2 separate regions of the Mus musculus genome follow, and region 1 is linked to region 2. Evidence: chromatin contacts called from public ChIA-PET data. All regions are on one chromosome and are shown on one strand. Each heading gives the region's core, a stretch centred on a gene start, on an enhancer-like site or on the middle of the called end of the contact. The rest is flanking DNA. Distances are from core to core; before and after follow the strand shown. Region 1 holds the start of Ube2q2 (ubiquitin-conjugating enzyme E2Q family member 2). Region 2 holds the start of Hykk (hydroxylysine kinase 1).

The links. ChIA-PET counts read pairs in DNA pulled down with a chosen protein or histone mark.
Region 1: a contact with region 2 is called in an RNA polymerase II ChIA-PET map of memory CD8 T cells, with 14 read pairs. The contact joins the promoter of Ube2q2 here to the promoter of Hykk in region 2. A contact is called at or near these places in 3 of 115 datasets of contacts at active chromatin or transcription factors (embryonic hindbrain, extraembryonic endoderm stem cells and memory CD8 T cells) and 1 of 9 other capture datasets (adipose tissue).

The regions. Positions count from the first base shown.
Region 1 is chr9:55,147,307-55,151,295 of GRCm38.p6, reverse strand. Ube2q2 (ubiquitin-conjugating enzyme E2Q family member 2) reads right to left here and starts at 1,927. Exons shown (of 13, transcript NM_180600.3): 1 at 1,470-1,927. The coding sequence starts at 1,661.
Region 2 is chr9:54,916,005-54,920,234 of GRCm38.p6, reverse strand. Hykk (hydroxylysine kinase 1) reads right to left here and starts at 2,945. Exons shown (of 5, transcript NM_177351.4): 1 at 2,377-2,945.

The DNA of each region.
Region 1 (3,989 bases), core at 678-3,177, 230 kb before region 2:
CCTCTCTGCCTATGCAGTGCTGATTAAAAAGCCCATACCCACCATCACAGAACCAACTACCCAGGGGTAAACCACCACAATTGGCTGAGCCCTTCCTCAATCATTAGTGAAGAAAATGCCCCATAGGCTGGCCTACAGGCCAATCTTGAGGTGTTATTTTTCTCAATTGAGGTTCCCTCTCTTATTACTTGTCAAGTTAACAGAAAACTAGTCAACACAGCTCCCTACGCAAAATTAGATGCTCCCTTTAGATTTCATAACATCAAAGTAGTTGTCGCAGCTATATAAAACGCTCCAAGAAGTCTGAGTTCTCTGTATAGGCACTGGCCTGCCAAGTTCTCAAACACTAGTACCCACAACAGCTTAACAAGATATTCAGAAAGTGAATTCCCTCCTCACTAAAGCACACTGCTGCAGTTTTTTCTTTTGCCAGATATAGCAGTACCTAATAGTACTAACACTATCCACCTTCTCCAATAGAGTTTGATAACTATCATAAAGTTAAGGCCTTTGAAATTCCCACCACACTTGGGGTTATCTATTGGCTGACTTAACAGAAGGAATCTTAGCCATATAAAAACTACCACCTTAACTCCAGTTGTAATAAGGTGTATTTTCTGCACATGAGATCAATTTCACAATGAACAGTCAGCCTCATAATACACTTCGATAGGGGGGGGGGGGAGAGAGTTCACTTACAATCTGATAATTTTACCAACTGAATGTTTCTAAAGAGCATTTCCCTTAAACAGAAAAGTAACTTCCCACGTGTTTCTCCAGCCTTCCAATCCCACTTGATCTTCCCCGGTAATAAACTGCGAAGCATCTCCTTTCCCCTCCTGGTAACGTCCAGGCTTCCGCACAGGGCACAGGTGGGACAGCTTGCACACTCACCACACCACCTGCCGCGTGGAAGGTTCCATGAGCTTTTCCAAAACACGTAAGCGCAAAGCCAGGTCAGGGCTAAACGATGGTTCCACACCATCCCCCGGGGTTGCGTCCTAAACTTTTTCCTTAAATACGTAGGCTTTCAGTGTTCGTTTGTCCTCGGAGACCAAAACACAAACGAGAACTGGTTGAACAAGCAAGGACGTGGGTTTTGGAACCCGATGGGAAAACGAGTAGCTAAAACAGATACTTGAGAGCCTTTCCACCTGAGCGACTGACAGGAGCCCACGGACGAGCCGCGGTCCCCAGAGCAGGCCGGCTGCGGGCGGCCATGGCGACCTCGGGGCCCGACGGGGGCCGCGAGGGGCCAACAGAGCAAAGCCGGCCCGCGCCGTGCTGCGACGCGCCTCCACCTCCTCCCGACCAGGCAGCCCGAGCTCCCGGCCGGGCCCAGGGCCCAGCCGCCAACCGGCCGTGCCCGGGACACCGGGGGTCTCCCGGGCAGGCGCCCTTTGTCCCGGGACTGCGGCGCCCAGGTCCGCCCCCGCCCGGCCCCGAGGGGCTACGACCCGGCGCCTCACCGTGATGTTGCAGTGAAGTGTGAGCGGCGGCGGCGGCGAAAGCGAGCTGCCCGGCGGTGGTGGCGGCGGCGGCACCAGGAACTGGCAGTGCAGCTCGTCCAGCTTCCAGCTGACGATGCGGAATCGCTCGTGGTTCTTGTCGAAGATGGACGCCAGGAACTTCAGCTCGGCCTTGAGCCCTGACACGGACATCTTCCCCTCATCTCCAGCGGGAGGGGTGAGGAAAGGGAGCCGGGGCCGGGAGCCGCCGTCACGGCCGCGACCGCCCCGCGGGGCCGGCCCGGGCCGCGCTCTCGCGGCTCCGCCTCTCCCCGCCGCCGCGACCCGCGTCCGAGCGCGGCTGGAAAATGGCGAGGAGCGCGAGGCCTCGGCGGGCGGGCGTGCGAGCGAGGGAGCGAGCGAGCGTGCGGGAGCCGGGCCGGCTGCTGCCTTTGTAACCGACTCCACCCGCAGGAGGCGGTGGCCCCGCGGCTTAAAAGGGCAACAGCGACGCCGCCCCCACCGCCGCCTGGGAGAGGGCTGCCCCCGCCCCGGCGCGCGCCCGCGAGCTCCGCGCGCGCTCCCGACCGCCCCCTCCTCTCATGACCCAGCCCCTTTCCGCCCCACACCGGGGCTCCGCGCCCAGCACCCGCCGCTCGCCCCGAGGATTTGGGCCGGCGGCACCGCACGAGGATGAACCTGAGCTCCCCTGCGCGCCTCTGCGCTGCACCGGGGCCTCTGGCCAGACACGTGCGCGGCCTATCGCGCCGGCCACGTCGGCTCGGGTAGGAAACGCGCGGGCCCCTGGAGGTTGCTCCTCCGCGTGGTTGTCCACCGGCCACCCACTCACCTGGCCTGGGCGCGGCCGGGATGGGGAGATGAGAGGTGTGCGCCTAGCACCTTCACGTATGTTGCTCTCGCTCCGCGCTGAACCACCCACCACTTTTCTAAGTGTGACTCCCGAAAGGTCCTTCTCTCCAGACTTGTACTCCCTCCTTCGCTCCCATTTGCCGAAGACGATGATAGAGCCTGCCAGCTTCTTCCCATCATCATTTCAATCTTTCACGTAAACATTTATGTGCTCGCGCTAATGTGGATACTCTGCGTCCTGAGTTTCTGCTGGACTTCCCAGAATGGACCATGTTTGTTGAAGTCACATCTCAAATGTGTCAGACTGATCCTTCCTGACCAACTAAGCTAAAGTAACCATGTAGATACCATGTATCCCTTTCCTAGGTTAACTTATTGCTTCTTTCTGTTGTCTCTGCTTAACACTGAAATCTCATTCAGAGAAGCACCCCTAGGATTGAGGGGAGGAAAAGCCTAATGACACCTGTGTCATTTAATAAATTCTTGCTCTTACCTGATTCCCCAGCACTTAACACAATTCTGGAATAACCTAGGTTCGTTCACAAATAACTAGAGGACTACATTTTTCCAGAGGCAAGACCAACTTTCTAGACATGTCACCTATGTAGTACCCAGGGTTCCTAGCTTAGTAAGGCTCCCGGGCCTGGTTTAGTGCCCTGCTGTCACCATCTTGAAATTCTTTTATTATTATTATTGGTTTGTTTTTGAGACAGGGTTTCACTATGTAGCCCTGGCTGTCCTAAAACGCACTCTCTGTAGACCAGTCTGGCCTCGAACTCACAGAGATCGGACTGTCTGCCTTCTGAATGCTGAGGTTAAAGGCCTGCACCACCGCCAGACTAGGAATGCATTCGTTTGTTTTTGGAAATAGGCTCACTATGTAGCAGTGGCTGTCCTTGAACTCACTATGTAGACCAGGATGGCCTTAAACTCACAGAGATCCAGCTGCCTCTGTCTCTTGAGTGCTAGGATTAAAGGCATATACTACTAGGCTTTGAAATTCTTATATTCTGTGAGGGAACCTGCTTTCTCCCTTTACACTGGTCTTGAGGTACCTGATTCTGACCTCCTAAAATTACAACAGAACAACATGGGGAGACATTGTTTGGGGTTTTTGTTGTTGGGGTTTTTTTGGTGTTTGTTTGTTTTGTTTTGTTTTCATTTGTGAGGTACCATGTTATGGTGAGTCTTAGCTTTCAGAAGGGGCCCAGATTCCACTGAGAACCCAAGAAAAGTTGCAACTTATCTTTCCAGAAAAATACTTTCACCAATAAACCTTGTACTTAATGGAGATTTACAGTTGCAGCACCGTATACCTGGGCCTCGAGCTAGAAGTAAGGCACTGCACAGGCGTGACTGCTGCCCTAAGCACAGATGTGACCAGTCATTTCCTTTTTCTGGTCCCTGGTACTCAGGAGCCTAACAGACATAGCTGCTCTAAACAAAGATTGGCAAAAAAAAAAAAAAAAAAAAAAAAAGGGCAGGGGGCATTCTGGTCAGAACTGGGTCTCATGGAACAGGTTTCAGTTGATTATCTCTAAATGCTATAAGATGATAAAAAGCTCCTGTATTGTGATTAATCTTACCTATTATATCTTAGAGATATATACAAGTATTAATCTCACAATTATTCTGTTGAATGGATCAAAGTGGACCAAGCCCTAAGAGGCA
Region 2 (4,230 bases), core at 1,696-4,195:
TTGTGTGGCTTACATCGCCTGTAACTCCAGTTCCAGGGGACTCCTCTGTGCCCTTCCCCCAGCCTTGAGCGGGCCAAATAGATCTTAAGTGTTTGCCACAGTTGGACCTCGACCCAGGAGGAGTCTTCTGCCTTGCCCTTGCCGCACCTGCAATTTCCTACAGGAGCAGACTGCCCAGTGAGTTGCTTTGCAACATTCAGCTGAAACAAAGGATGGGGTCTGTGGGCTTTCCCTATATAAATGCATTCTCAAAATTAAACTTTGAGCCTTGAGCAGAAACTTTGTTTTGGCTTCATCCTTCTCTTGCACCCCATTCCTTTCATTTCCATCCCCCCTTGCAGGTAACCCAGTTAATCTATGACCGCTGGACAGCTACACTCTGTGCTACATCTGCAGTTACATGTGCACCATACCCGCACAGAGACATTTAAAAATTAAAATAACCTTTAAAAAATTGATGTTCTGTCAGGGGATAATGGTCCATGCCATTATAATCCCAGCACCTGGAAGGCAGAGGCTGGGAGACTATTTCAAATTCCAGGGCAGCTTGGTCTACCTAGCAAGTTCTAGGCTGGCCAGGCAATATAGAGAGACCTGGTATCAAATAAAACAAACAAAATAGAAGTAGATATGTTAGATGAATAAAAATCCTGGGCCATAAGTTATTTATAAATTTCCCTCACAACTTGAAGGTACAGTTCTATGGACAAACGCGGGTCAGAGAAGCACTTTGTTATATTATCTAATCCAATCTTTTCTCTCGTCTGCCAACTTTACAGAGAAACATAGGTCCAAAGACATTAAGAGATGTGTCCAAAACTAATATTCAGTTCCACTGAGACCTCAGCTCTGAGGGCTTGGAAGATGGCACACTTCGGATGGTGGCCAATGTGTAAGTATGGAAACTGGAGTTTGGAACTATAGCAACCACGGGAATGCCAGGCTTAGCGGCACATGCCTACAATTCCGAGTTGTATTCTTTTATGTTTGTTTTCGGTTTTTGAGTAGCATGGGCTGGACTTAAACGTATTAGATAGCCTTCAATTTCTGATCCTCCTGCCTCTACCTCCCATGTACCACCATGCTTGGCTTATTTGGCGCTAGGGATCAAACTCGGGACCTCGCGCATGTTAGGCAAGGTCTCTACGAAGTAAAACATGTGCCCAACCAAGCTGTTGTATTCTTGACAAACACTTCTCATGTTTACCTTCTGACCACAGTATTTGCTTTCAGAAGCCAATTAAGCCCTTCAGGTGTTGACACTAAACTTATGATCACAAAGACTAAACAGGGCTTCAAAAGAATCTTTGCACCTGAAACTTCTGGAAACTGATACATCCTGTTACACTGCTTTTGGCTCTAAGACTTTACAAGGAATTTTAAACATTCCTTCTGAATATATTTATAGAATAAGGCTAGTGCTCAGGATGTAATGTGAACTGAAACCCTAACTCCAAGATGAAATCCTCTCAGGTCTGAAAGAATTTAAGGGTATTAAAAACAACAGTGAGCTTGATAGGGATTTGACAGGGAGCTGGGTGTGGTAGCTCACATCTGCTATCCTGCCAATCCAGAGACAGGACAATAAGATTGCTGCTAGTTGAAGGTCAGTCCAGACTACCTATTGAGTTCCAAGCTAGCCCCGGCTACTGTGAGAGACTTTGTCTCAAAAAGAAAAAGCTATTAAAATTGAAGACTGTTGAAGGCAATTGGTGAAGGCCAATCTCCAGAAAACATCCCCATGTCCTTAAAGGGGGCTTGTTAATTATCTCTTTGAAGAGTCCTATTTGTTAAAGCAAAGTCCTGTTTACAAAGTACTGTTGGCAGGTCTGGTCACAGGACAACCTGGTACCAAACAGTTACTGAGCTGTGAAAAGTCCTAGCACCAGCTGGGCAGCCAACCTCCGTAACTTTAGCCACACTGCCTCTAAAAGAGTTCAACGAAGAATTTTGAGCCTTTTTGCTGAATATAGAAAGAACTCCACAACCTGAAAAAAAAGGACACACATTGAAACATGCTACTGAAAGCAAATACACATAAAGAAAAAACTTAAAAAATAAAAATAGAACAACAGAGACATCCATTTTCATCAAATGCGCCCCATGTGTGGAGAGAGTGGAGAGCGAATCGAAATCTATATAGATGTTAGTATACTTCTTGTCAACAATATTTAGAGCCGGAAACAAACAAACAAACAAACAAACAAAAACAACCTCAAACAGTAAGGACTTCTAAGCAGGAGGTTTGCACCAGACTCCATAATTTTTCGCTGCATGAGAGGGGAATGGAGAGGGAGTGGATCTTACACTCTGCACTTGGTGAAAAGTACACAAGAATAAAATAATAATAATACATAAACTAGTCTTTCCTCTCACCTTCTCCTAAAGTGTTACAAAGTCTTTGTGACTTCTGCCTTAGCACTTTCTCCACGTCTGTCTTCGACGACCCCTCTGCTGTGAGCTTCCAGGCTTGGGAAGCAGGCAGTGATGTTCCCTGCACTTATTTCGTGAGTTGCCTCCACTCACAGCTCACGGGCTGCAGGAACTCTACACTCCAAGGGCGATTGGAAGCAAGACTCACTTCCAGGGGGTCTTGCTGAGGAGCGAAAGACGCCGATGGGAGGGAGGTGGCCCACAACCCGTTCCCGGCCTGTCTCAGGTCCAGAGGAGCCTTAGGATGGCTTCCACCCCCAAACCATGCAGGCCCGCGGAGGGTGGGACCCTCAAAACTGCGCACTGAAATCTCAGCAGGGCTGGGGCTGGGCAGTGACCTGCCGCGTCAGCACGCAGTGAGTTTGAGGAGCGCAAGGGTTGCAGGAGCCCGCCGCCGCTTCTCGGGGATGTCCCCTCAGAGAGACCCTTGACTCGCTTCAGTCTCTTCCACCTCCTCTCACGCACAGCGACCGGACGTCCTGAGGCCGATTGCTCTCTCCCCTCAGTCAGCTAGTGGTTGCGGTGCAGGAGGTGGGGCCGGACCCGCCGCCGCTGCGAGCCCCGCCTTCCTATTGGCTCCTCCCACATCCCTCCGCCCAGTCAGTACACACTACTGACAGTTCTGGCCCAACCCTCTCCATCCCACCAATAGAGTTCAGAGATCTGGCTTCTGATTGGCTGTCTGGAATCCGACAACCTTGTCAATCTCGGCTCTCTAGTCAAAACTCGTTTCTGATTGGCTCTCAAGTAGCCAATTAGTAGGCCTTGGGGTTTGAGTGGTATCTGTCAATTCTCACCAGGTTGGCTTAGTCCTGGCAGCGACTTGGAGCACAAGTCTGTCAGCAAGCTGCCAGGAGAGATAGCATCTTGCCTTTCTTTCCTCACTCCATCCAGCTCTTTCTAGAAGAGAGTATCCTGAAGGCCATCTTCATAGAGGTTGACTAGAGGTTCATTCTCCCCAGAAAGGAATCCTGGTTCTGAAACTACAAGGATCGGTCCCTCTCTGTGAGGAAATGGGGCTCGCTGTCTTTGTACTAGCATGTCCCAATCTGAAAAGGCTTCATTTATTAAACAGACCTACACTGTCTGTGCTGGCGGGAACTGAAGTCTAAAGGGCATAGACCCTTACTTAACCAGACCGTGCTTACCAACTCCCAGTTCAGGATCTAGGCGGTAGCACCAGTTTTTAAGCGGGGTAACGAAGTACAATAGAGAGAGAGAGAGAAAGAAAGCAGCATCCTCAGGCAGCTTGTAGGGTCTCAAAGCCCATGCCAACAGCGACTCGTTTCCTCCAAGGCCACACCCACTCCAGAAAGGCCACACCTCCAAATAGTGCCACTCCCTGGGTCAAGCATATTCAAACCACCACACTAAGCCACATAGCTGGATGCCTTCCTCCAGCTAAGCAGGACCTTTTTGATAGACCAGAGCACTCCCTGCTGGAAGAGTCCTGTACACCTGTCACTCAGGTTTGCAATTTGCTCTCCTTATGTTATGGTGCTGTATGCATATCTCACTTGTTTTTTCTTGTTCTGGCATACTCATGGGTGCTATCGTTACTCTGATGATGATGATGAATGATTGTTGTTGTTGTTGTTTCCGAGACAGGGTTTCTCTGTATAGCCGTGGCTGTCCTGGAACTCACTTTGTAGACCAGGCTGGACTCGAACTCAGAAATCTGCCTGCCTCTGCCTCCCAAGTGCTGGGATTATTAACTCGGATAGTCTCTCCAATCCCCGTCAACACCTATCGTAATGAGAAATTTCCTTTGCCCCCTTTAGAAATATGTTTATCTGT